Regions from separate parts of the Pan troglodytes genome. Here region 1 is linked to region 2. Evidence: chromatin contacts called from public HiChIP or PLAC-seq data. All regions are on one chromosome and are shown on one strand. The core of a region is the stretch at or near the end of the contact, and the rest is flanking DNA. Distances in the headings are between cores, read along the strand shown. Region 1 holds the start of FBL (fibrillarin). Region 2 holds the start of EID2 (EP300 interacting inhibitor of differentiation 2).

Region 1 (5,126 bases), core at 2,608-5,107, 240 kb after region 2:
TCCACTTTTCACACAGCAGCTAATACATGCTATTTTTAAAACAGCAAGTAAGATCTCATCATGCCCTTGCCCAAATCTCTCCAGTGGTTTTCCACCACATCCAAAATGAAATAAAAAGTCCTTTCCCTGGCTTACAAAGCCTGAAATCAAAGCCTAAAATCTTTAGGCTTTAAATTCTGATTTCATTGTTCTGGGCGCAAGGTCTTCCCCTAAAGCTCTCCAGGTGACTCCAAGGTGCAGCCCACATTGAGTATCATCATCCTAAGGATCTGGCCTGTGCTGACTTCCCTGACTTCATTCTCTTTATGCTGGGCCCCATGCTCTTCCCCACCAAGCATACACAGTCCAGCTTCTAAATCTTTACCACGTGCTGTTCCCACTGCCTGGCTCCTGCAGACATGTGCATGGCTCACTCGCTCCTTCACTGCATTCTGGTCTCTGATAAAATGTTAGTTCCCCAGAAGGGCCTACTTTGGCCACAGTACCCTTACCCTGCTTTATTTCCCTTCAAATCAATTATCACACATGGCATTTTTAATATTATTACCACCTGCCTCCCCCACTAAGATCAAGCTCCAAATGGGCAGGGATTTTTAACTGTTTTGGTCACCACCGCATCCCCAAAACCCTGCACAACATCTGGCACAAAGTATGGGCTCAATAAATGTTAAATGAGCACTGAGCTGATGACTCTTAAACCCTGGGCCCTGCCTCAAGGAGAAAGCACCCTCTATTTGTTCAGAAAGCACACGATCCATCAGATGGTGACCAGGGAAGTGCCGGTCACTCCCCTCAAGTATCCCATATGGAGAGATAGGCAATGTTGCTGCCACTCTCGACCCTAGTAAGGAAGGTTCATAGGGGTCTTGAAAACTTCATCTGTAAGACATGGAGACAATACAGTGCCAGGCCACGCGCCATAGCTCATGCCTGTAATCCCAGCACTTTGGGAGACCCAGGCAGGCGGACAGTTTGAGGCCAGGAGTTCAAGACCAGCCTGGCCAACATAGTGAAACCCTGTCTCTACTAAAAATATAAAAAAATTAGCTGGGCGTGGTGGCGCATGCCTGTAATCCCAGCTACTCAAAAGGCTGAGGCACAAGCATCAATTGAACACAGGAGGCGGAGGTTGCAGTGAGCTGAAATGGTGCCACTGCACTCCAGCCTGGGTGACAGAGAGAGATTCTGTATCAAAAAAATAAAAATAAAAAAAATGCAGTGCTCATCCTATAGGGTTGTAAAGATTAAATGACTTGTACACACAGAGCACTTCACATGTATACTATCTGGCACCTACTTTGAACATCATCATTCAAACTCAGGGGTACGCGTCTCCTCTTCCCTCCTCATGTACCAAAAGTACCCATTCCTCAGAAAAAACACATGTTCACACAAACTTTTCCAGTTAGTTCTTTTTTCATCTTTCTATTAAAGATGAAAATGTAACTTTTAATAGCTACTCCTAATTTGATCTTTTAAAATGAAGTTTCCTTTTCAAAACTCTAGAACATAACTAAGTTGTTCACTTTTTAATGTTCTACTCCCCCTACAGTCCACTTTCCACACAGCAACTAATAAGTGCTGTTTTTGAAACAGCAACTCAGATCTCAATTTTCTTGCCCAAGCCCTCCAACAGTTTTCCAAAGCCAAGACCTTCATTTAGGGGAGATGCCACAGCTAGGCTTATGAAAGTCTCAACCCAGGCCTAACAGAAAGGAAGTATTGGCATGTGCTTGGGGCGGAGTGGGCATGAGTGTAAACTTTCAATCCCAGATACTCAAAATATCTCAATCCGTTTCAGGTCCTGGAGCTTTTGGGGAGAAATGTACCAAAAGTACCCACTCCTCAGAAAAAACACATGTTCACACAAACTTTTCCAGTAAGTTCTTTTTTTGGGGGGAGGGGGGTCCATAAACCCCCTGATTTAAAATCTGCTCTCCTTCCACAGCCTTCTCCATCTCAAAAATGGCAATTCCATCCTTCCAGTTACACACCCCCAAACCCTTGGTTATCCTTGACTCCGATCACACACCCACATACAATCTGTTGGTTCTGTCTTCAAAAGCATGTAAAACTGTCAGCATGTCCACTGCTCCCATCCTGGTCCACCACACCATCTCCTAGATTACAGCAACAAGCTTCCCACCAATGTGCCTGCTTCCACTTTTGCCACCCTGAGGTCTTTCACACATCGAAGCAAAAAGAATCCCTTTTAAAAATGTCAGACTGCACCACGCCCCTGCTCAAAAATCTCCCAAAGGGTTCTTTTCTCACTCAGGCTAAAATCCTTACTAAAGAGCTAACACCTGACAACTTTTACAACTTCACATTCTACCACACAATGGAGGAAGGTTGGAAGAACGGGTATCCTCCATTTATGAGGGAATCACAGACCAGAATGCCTGCAGGCAAGCCAGGATCTCAGCATACCTGGCCTACAATCCCCCACCCCACTTCATCAAGAGATCCCCAAACACGGAAGAGAAAGGGAACTTGGGAGAAGGGCACAGATCCACAAATCTTCTGCCAGGTGACCCCCATCTCTCCACACAAACACACACACAAAAGAAAAAGAAAGCCTGTACTAGGAAAACAGACCCTTTGGGCCATGGTGGAAATTCTCCAAACTCAATGAAGCAAGTTCTCACACAGATGAGTGCGGGTTGGGCAGGCCAGATGGAGGAAGTGCTCAGGCACCACCGAGAAGGATTCTAATTTTGTTCTCTTTGAGAAAGATAAAGGTAACAATTAGAGCTAATACTATTATATGTCAAGCACTGTGCTATTTTTTTTAACGTCGCTTAATCCTAACTGGCGCCATTTTATTGATGAGAAAACAGAGGCTCAGAGAGGTAAAGCCACTTGCCCAAGTTCACACAGCAGGCTAAGAAGCTGAGCAAGAGCTGAAACACTGAACTGAGGCCCTTCTGCTGTCAAAGCCAGGACCCCCTCATCATTCCACCATGAGGGGAGTGGTTTCAGCAGAATCTAGTGGAAAATCTTAAGAATAAAACTACTTACCTCCTGTGACAACCACCCGCCCCACCACCCCAGACTAATGCCGAGCTTGTTAAGTCTCGCCCCGGAGGTGGAAATCTTAATCCCCAAATCTCCACTCCATCCCCGGGGATCCGCCCCCCTGTAAGTGCAGAAGGCGGGAAAGTGAACCGGAGAGCGCCGCACACGGCCAACCGGGGAGTCCTCATCCACTCCGGCCCACTTGGAAAAGCTGGGATGCGGGATAAGGGGATGGTGGTGGTGGCAGCGACAGGGAAGGCAAATGGGGGCTTCCCACACACAGCTCCAGGACCCAAGGTCAGGAACTCTCCATCTCCGACCCAAGCCTGATTCCCAAAACACGCCCAGCGATCCAAGACTCCAGATGCCTGAATCCAAACTCTAGCCCAAGACCCTTGAGTGCCGCCTCCTGCCCAATATCCAAAATCCCTATTAGACGGCCTCAATGAGACGAACCCCACGTCAACACCCCCAATGCCAGGCCCACGGCCTTCTTCGACTCACGACCGTGACCTCTGAAGCCAGTCACAAACCCCTAGACCTGCTGGAATCAGAATCCCCCTTCCCACAGGAGACTGGAACCCGTGCTCAGAACCCCTGCCCCCAGGCCAAGGCCCCACCCCTCCGATTCTGGCCTGGCACCCGGATTCCCGCCCGGCCTCCGTCCCTGACCCCGGACCCTCACCCCAGCCTGACCTGGCTTCATGGCGAGCCCTGGTTTGTGCGGCTCCGGAGTCCGCGGCGTTCACAACTCCACGAGTCCGGGGCTTTCGCACGTGGAAAAGAGCGCAGGCGCGCGGCGACGTGCGCCGCGTGACGCAACCGCGTAGCCCCGCCCCCTGGCCCCTTCCCTGGCCCCTGCCCCGCCCAGAGCTCGGCGCACGCGCAGTGAGCCTGGATTCTCGAGCCCGTCGACACGCGACCCGCTGCTCTCGCTCTCTGCCTTCCCAAACCCTAAACTCGCTTCCGGTTTCCTCTTCCCCAATGCGAGCACCCCAATAATCAGGGCTCATAGCCTTCGCACGGGCTGTGCCCTCTTTTGTATTCCTAGCTAAATCCCTCTGGCCCCTGTACACCCAAAAAGGCTTCCCCGATACATTTCCAGCCCCAAGAACAGTGACCGACTCTGGGCTTCCATTCAAACATCCGAAAAACATTTACAGTGCACCTCGTGTGTACCAGGTGCTGTTCTAGGAGCTGGGAATACAGCGGTGTACGAGACATAAAAATCTCCACTCTCCTGGAGTTCATCTTTTTAATGGAGGCAATAGACACCAAACATGTTGAATGTTAGAAAGCGATAAGTGCTTTGGAGAAAATAACAGCAGGGAAAGGGGATAGAGATTTTGGAGGGCAAATGATTTTTGTTTTTTTGGCACGGTGGTCAAGGAATGCATCAGGAGACTTTTGAGCTAAAGGGCTGAAGGAAGTGAGGAGTGAGGCATGCACCTATCTAGGGGAAGAGAGTTCCAAGCAGGGAAGAGATCTGCAGATGTAGAGGCCCTGAGGAAGGAAAGATATGGGAAGTTGGAGAGACAATGAGGAGGGTGGGTGGGGCAAAGTGAGCAAGGTGGAGAGTAAGAAGAGATAAGGGCGGGTAGCTAACAAGGGCAGATTGCGGAGCTTTGTGGGACATAGTGAGGACTTAGGCAGTAAGATGGAACCATGGAAGGGTTCCAAGCGGAGAAGGAATGTGATCTGACACAGGTCCCTCTGGCTGCATGTGGGAAGCAGACTGCAGGAGTGAGGGTGAAAGCAGGAAAACCAAGGACTGGCTGCTGCCGTGAATCAGAAGAAAAGGATGGACAGATCAGAGTGGGGGCAGAGAGCGGCGTCAGGGGTCAACAGATTCTGCTTAAGTATTAAGAATTTTGTGCTTTGTAATTGTGTAATATCAGTATCCATCCCTATATTCATTCTGCAAAGCAAGACAACTGCTGTTATGAGAAGTTACCGAAAAACTCCAGAAGAACCTACCAGTCCAGAGCCTAGATGTTGACTCTGTTCCATTCACTGCTCTATCACTCTAGGCCTAGGACAGGCCTCTGGGTGCCCAGTAAATGTTTGTTGAATGAATGGATGGCCTCATACCGTTGTGAGTTCTCTGT
Region 2 (5,241 bases), core at 213-2,712:
AAATTGAAAGAAAAAAGTCCATAAATTTGACGTTCTTGAAAACATGATTTATCACATAATATATACATTTACTTTGCTTGTCACTTGAAATGCCTAAGAAAACACAAAATCAATCTTAAACTAGAAACTTCTATTGAATACGACATGAAGAGAGCACATATTCCGACAATTTCAAGTTCTTTTCATAGCCTTCCAGTCCTAATAACTCAGCGTTAACATCTTATTCTGTTCAGCACTATTTGATAATTTCTTTCATCCTCATGGGCTCTAGTATTGATGTTTCATCAGTCTCAATTTTATAAAACCATCCTTTACTTTGCAATAAAGCAATACTGAGAGACATTTTCCATAATGCAGGGGGGAAAATGTGGATCAATCACAAACTCAAAGAACGTTACAGTTATAATGCTTTCGACATTTTTTTCTACTTCTGTGATGCTTTTTCAAGATAAGCTTCCCCCTCCCCCTTTTTTTCCCCTCCACCTGTGCACTGTCTTATCGCGATATACTCTTGACTTCTGAAAATCAAGTTGCAGGATTGGTATGACTGGAATGCAGAGGTTCTCTTGAAGTAGTGTCACCACATAACTATTCTCTATTGATAAACTTATCGCAACCAAGTTCTTCTATCAGAGGGTTGATAACTTCAGAGGCAGTCAGAGCTATCGTAAAGGTTAAAATATCGAGGTCCACCCTGTGAGGATTTCGCTGATATTCGGCATCAAACGCTGCTTCCCTTGCTCTGCAGGCTTCCACGAATCGCCTGCGGCGTTCTTCAAGCTCTTGTATTCTGCCGGGAGCAATCGGGTAATTTTCCAGATAGTGGCGGAGAAACTGCTGGTAATTGATGCCTAAAACGCTAAGTGGGTGGCGGAGACGGAGATAGGGCAACGCAGCCAGGCCTCCGTTCCCGTGTCTGGACCTGGGCCTGCCCTCGGGACCCTCTTCGTCCACTGGCTCCCCCAGCAAGCGGGCGACCTCCGCCATCCGGGCTTCCCTGGCCGCCGCCGCCGCCGGGCTTTCCCTGCCCGCCGCGGCTGCCCTGGCCAACGCCGCCGCTGCCACCGGGGCTCCCCTGGCTGCCGCCGCCGGGGCTGCCCTGGCCGCCGCCATCCGACCTTCCCTGGCCGCCGGCACCTGGCCTCCCCTGGCCGCCGCCATCGCGCCTTCCCCGGCCTCCTCAGGCTGTGCCGGGGCCGGCTCCCGCCTCCCGCGGCCTACCTCCGCCTGCGGGACGTCTCTGTCACCATTCGCCGCGCCTGTCTGCGGGACACTGCTGTCTGCGGGCAGCTTGGACATCTCAGACCGTGGGGTCAACTCGGCTGCTCCCAGAGAAACTGGAATAACTGGACAGCGCGATGCCCGGCGGACACGGCAGTGCGCGTGCGTGGGCGCTATGCGCACTGTAAATGCAGTGTGCGTAACCGGGCGCGAGAGCATAGATTCTTACCGCAAACCCTGGGAGCAGTGCGCATGCGTACTTTCCCGGCGCCCGCCGTTCTCCAGATGCCCCCTCGAGGCCGGGAAGCGCCAACGCATCTGAAACATCCCAACGACGAAGGGCGGGGGACATTTCAACCAGTTTGATGTTTATGAGGAACGCTTACGAGATCGCTTCTTGTAGGCGTTCTCAAGGTTCTGTCCTAGGGTGTTTCTCTTTGTTCTCCAGTGATTATGTGCCACCTCTATTATATATCAAGATATTTTAGATTCATGGTCTTTTCTGGATTTTTAAATTGTTTTTCATTCATTCCTTTGCCTGTCTTCATCCATACGGATCGTCCTAGCTTCCAAAGCTTTGTAATTATAGTCTTTTCGTGTTATCTTTAACATTGCATTGACTACCTTGGACATTTGTTTTTCGAATCTTATTTGTGCAATATAACATGCAGAAAAGTAAACAAAACATAAATATACAGCTGAATGATTTATCACAAAGTGAACATCCATTTAACTACCACACAGGCCAAGAAGTGGAATATTTCCAGCATCCCAGAACCCTTCCTCTTCTTATTATCACTATCCTTTCCTTTCTACGCAGAAGTAACAACGATGCTGATACTTATGGTAATCACTTTCTTGTTTTTCTTTTCATTTTACCACCTAAGGGTGCATTCCTAATGCTGTAGTTTAGTTTGGTTTGTATTCTGAACTTTATCTATGTGAGAAACACACTCATCTGCGTAATTTTTGTATTTTTAGTAGAGACGAGGTTTCACCATGTTGGCCAGGATGGTCTCGATCTCTTGACCTCGTGATCCGCCTGCCTCGGCCTCCCAAAGTGCTGGGATTACAGGCGTGAGCCACTGCGCCGGCCACTTTCTTGCCTTTTATGGGCTGACCCCGCCTCTACATTCTGTTCCCTTATTGTGACCTTCTAGGTGGATGAGCCCTGCAGTTTGTTATATTTGCAGGCTGGCTGCCAGTACTTAGATTTATCATGCCTCAGAAATGGACCATTTAAAATGTTTTCTCACATACACTCTTGTATCTGTTTTTTTGTGCATTATTTTTATGAGATTCATCCATTCACATTTTCTCTTCCTCCCTCCCTCCCTCACTCCCTTCCTTCCTTCCTTCCTTCATTCCTTCTTTCTTTCATCTCATTCTGTTACCCAGACTGGAGTGCAGTGGCACAATCACAGCTCAACGTGGCCTCAACCTTCCGAGCTCAAATAATCCTCCCACTTCAGCCTCCTGAGTACCTGGGGCTACAGGTGTGCACCACCACACCCAGTTAATTTTTATTTTTTTTGTAGAGACAGGGTCTCCTTATGTTGCCCAGGCTGGTCTCAAAGTCCTGGGCTCAAACGACCCGCCTGCCTCAGCCTCCCAAAGTGCTGGGATTATAGCGTGAGCCACAGCACTCGGCCTCCCGCCTACATTTTCATTATGGTTTATAAATACTTTATTTTCTTGATAGTTATTATATTCATTACCATTTTTTTTATGAAGTCTCGCTCTGTTGCCCAAGCTGAAGTACAGCGGTGTGATCTTGGGTCACTGCAACTTCTGCCTCCCAGTTCCAGTGATTCTCCTGCCTCAGCCTCCTGAGTAGCTGGGATTACAGGTGCGCGCCACCATGCCCGGCTAATTTTTGTATTTTTAGTAGAGACAGGGTTTTATTATATTGGCCAGGCTGGTCTCGAACCCCTGACCTCATGATCCGCCAGGCTTTGGCCTCCCAAAGTGCTGATATTACAGGCGTGAACCACCGTGCCCGGCTTATTACCATTCTTTTATGGATCTTGTAATATTAAAACATGCATCTTATATACTGACTCTCCAATTAATTTCTCTTTGTTCTGATTAATGTGAACAAACAAAATAATTTGATTTGATTTTGCTGGTGGTGGTCCCCGTCATGATGCCATGATTCATGACCATCAACAAATGACTTAAGTGACTTATCGTTCTCTGCCCTATCAGAAGTAGCTATTCTGAGGCAGTAAGGTCTCATCCACAGAGCACAAGGCTGCATTTTAATTTTCCTGGTCCAAGCACCAAATTAATAAAACACAACAGCTAGTCTACTCGCTGCTTCCCACCAGCATCTCTGCAATCACTAAGTGTGCGGCTCCTTTAAGGCAGCTCCCAGGCTAGGCTGGAGACAGATTTATTGTTCTCACCCTCAGGCTGCCTGGAGAGTCACAAATATTTAACAAAGGAAGTTCCAGACTTAGGTGACAACATATATTATCACAGGAAGAAGTAGAAAGCATAGTAATTTGCTGTAATCCTACAGAAGCGGATATAATCTTGTTCTCTGGACTAAGAGTCACCTTACAGCAGAAGCTGAAAGGCCCTCTGATTTTCTAAGAATAGAAATTGCTCTAAGTAAAATGATGGTTTATTAGATCCAGAAGTGATATAAAAATGGTTCTAGGAAAATGAAGTGAACTAAAATAAGAAGCTACAAATAGAGGAAGGCAGAACAACTTGGTGATGATGTGAGGGGATACAAACAAAAATTTGAGAGGTAGTCCAGGTTTGCTGTTGCTCCCAAGACTGTGCCTGCGGTGGCTGCAGCATCTTTGTAATTCACTGCCAGTATTTCGGGATGACTTGAGGATGATTGCAACCATGTTGCAGACTAAACCATGAAGGCAGCTGGGATCAGGGGCTCCATATTGCTTAAAATCTTTACAGCAGAGGTGTGTGTGTGTGTGAGAGAGAGAGAGAGAGAAAGAGAATTTGAATCCAATTAATATATATATTTTGAGAGAGTCTGGCTCTGTCATCCAGGCTGGAGTACAGTGGCATGGTATCTTGGTTCACTGCAACCTCCACCATCCAGGTTCAAGTGATTCTCCTGGAGAATCCCGCCACTGCACTCCAGCCTGGGCGACACAGTGACATTCTGTCTAGAAAAAGAAAAAAAAAAGACATAGATTCTTGGCTGGGCGTGGTGGCTAACGCCTGTAATCTCAGCACTATGGGAGGCCAAGACAGGAGGACTGCTCGAGGCCAGGAATTCCAGACCAGGCCTGGGCAACATAGCAAGACCCTGTCTCTAAAAAAAGAAATTAGCCAGACATGGTAGTGTGTGGCTAGCTACTCAGGAGGCTGAGGCAGGAGGATCATTTGAGCCCAGGAGTTCAGGGCTACAATGAGCCATGATTGTGCCACTGCACTCCAGCTTGGATGACAGAGTAAGACTCTGTCTCAATAATAATTAGAAAAAAGAAGTAGATTTTTTTTCTCCATCCTTTGAATGAGAACTGGTTTATGACTTGTTTGACCCATAAGATGTGGTAGAAATGATGGTTCATCAGTTTCAAGACTAGTGCTCATGAGGAATTTCATACTTCTCATTCTCTCTCTAACTCTGTAACTCATCTCCACCATGAGGACAAGTCTGGATCAGCTTTCTGGAGGGTGGAAGACCATTCAGAGTGGAGGAATGTGGTCTCAGACAAGGCATTCAAGATCAGTCAGTCTGGCTGGGCTCAGTAGCTCACGCCTGTAAACCCAGCACTTTGAGAGGCCGAGGTGGGCAGATCACCTGAGGTCAGGAGTTTGAGACCAGCCTGGCCAACATGGTGAAACCTTGTCTCTCCTAAAAAATACAAAAATAAGTTCGGCTTGATGGTGCGTGTCTGTAGTCCCAGGAGGCTGAGGCAGGAGAATCGCTTGAACCCAGGAGGCAAAGGCTGCAGTGAGCCAAGATTGCACCACTGCACTCTGGCCTGGGCAACAAAGTAAGACTCTGCCTCAAAAAAAAAAAAACATCAGTCAGTC

What was found. HiChIP or PLAC-seq counts read pairs in DNA pulled down with a chosen protein or histone mark.
Region 1: a contact with region 2 is called in an H3K4me3 HiChIP or PLAC-seq map of stem cell-derived excitatory neurons, with 7 times the contacts expected there. The contact joins the promoter of FBL here to the promoter of EID2 in region 2. A contact is called at or near these places in 1 of 7 Hi-C or Micro-C datasets (stem cell-derived neural progenitor cells), 1 of 1 datasets of contacts at active chromatin or transcription factors (stem cell-derived excitatory neurons) and 1 of 1 other capture datasets (stem cell-derived neural stem cells).

The regions. Positions count from the first base shown.
Region 1 is chr20:42,914,728-42,919,853 of NHGRI_mPanTro3-v2.0_pri, forward strand. It overlaps FBL (fibrillarin), which reads right to left and starts at 3,858. Exons shown (of 9, transcript XM_016935931.2): 1 at 3,715-3,858. The coding sequence starts at 3,724.
Region 2 is chr20:42,677,805-42,683,045 of NHGRI_mPanTro3-v2.0_pri, forward strand. EID2 (EP300 interacting inhibitor of differentiation 2) reads right to left here and starts at 1,463. Exons shown (of 1, transcript XM_003316349.6): 1 at 1-1,463. The coding sequence starts at 1,440. The coding sequence ends at 589.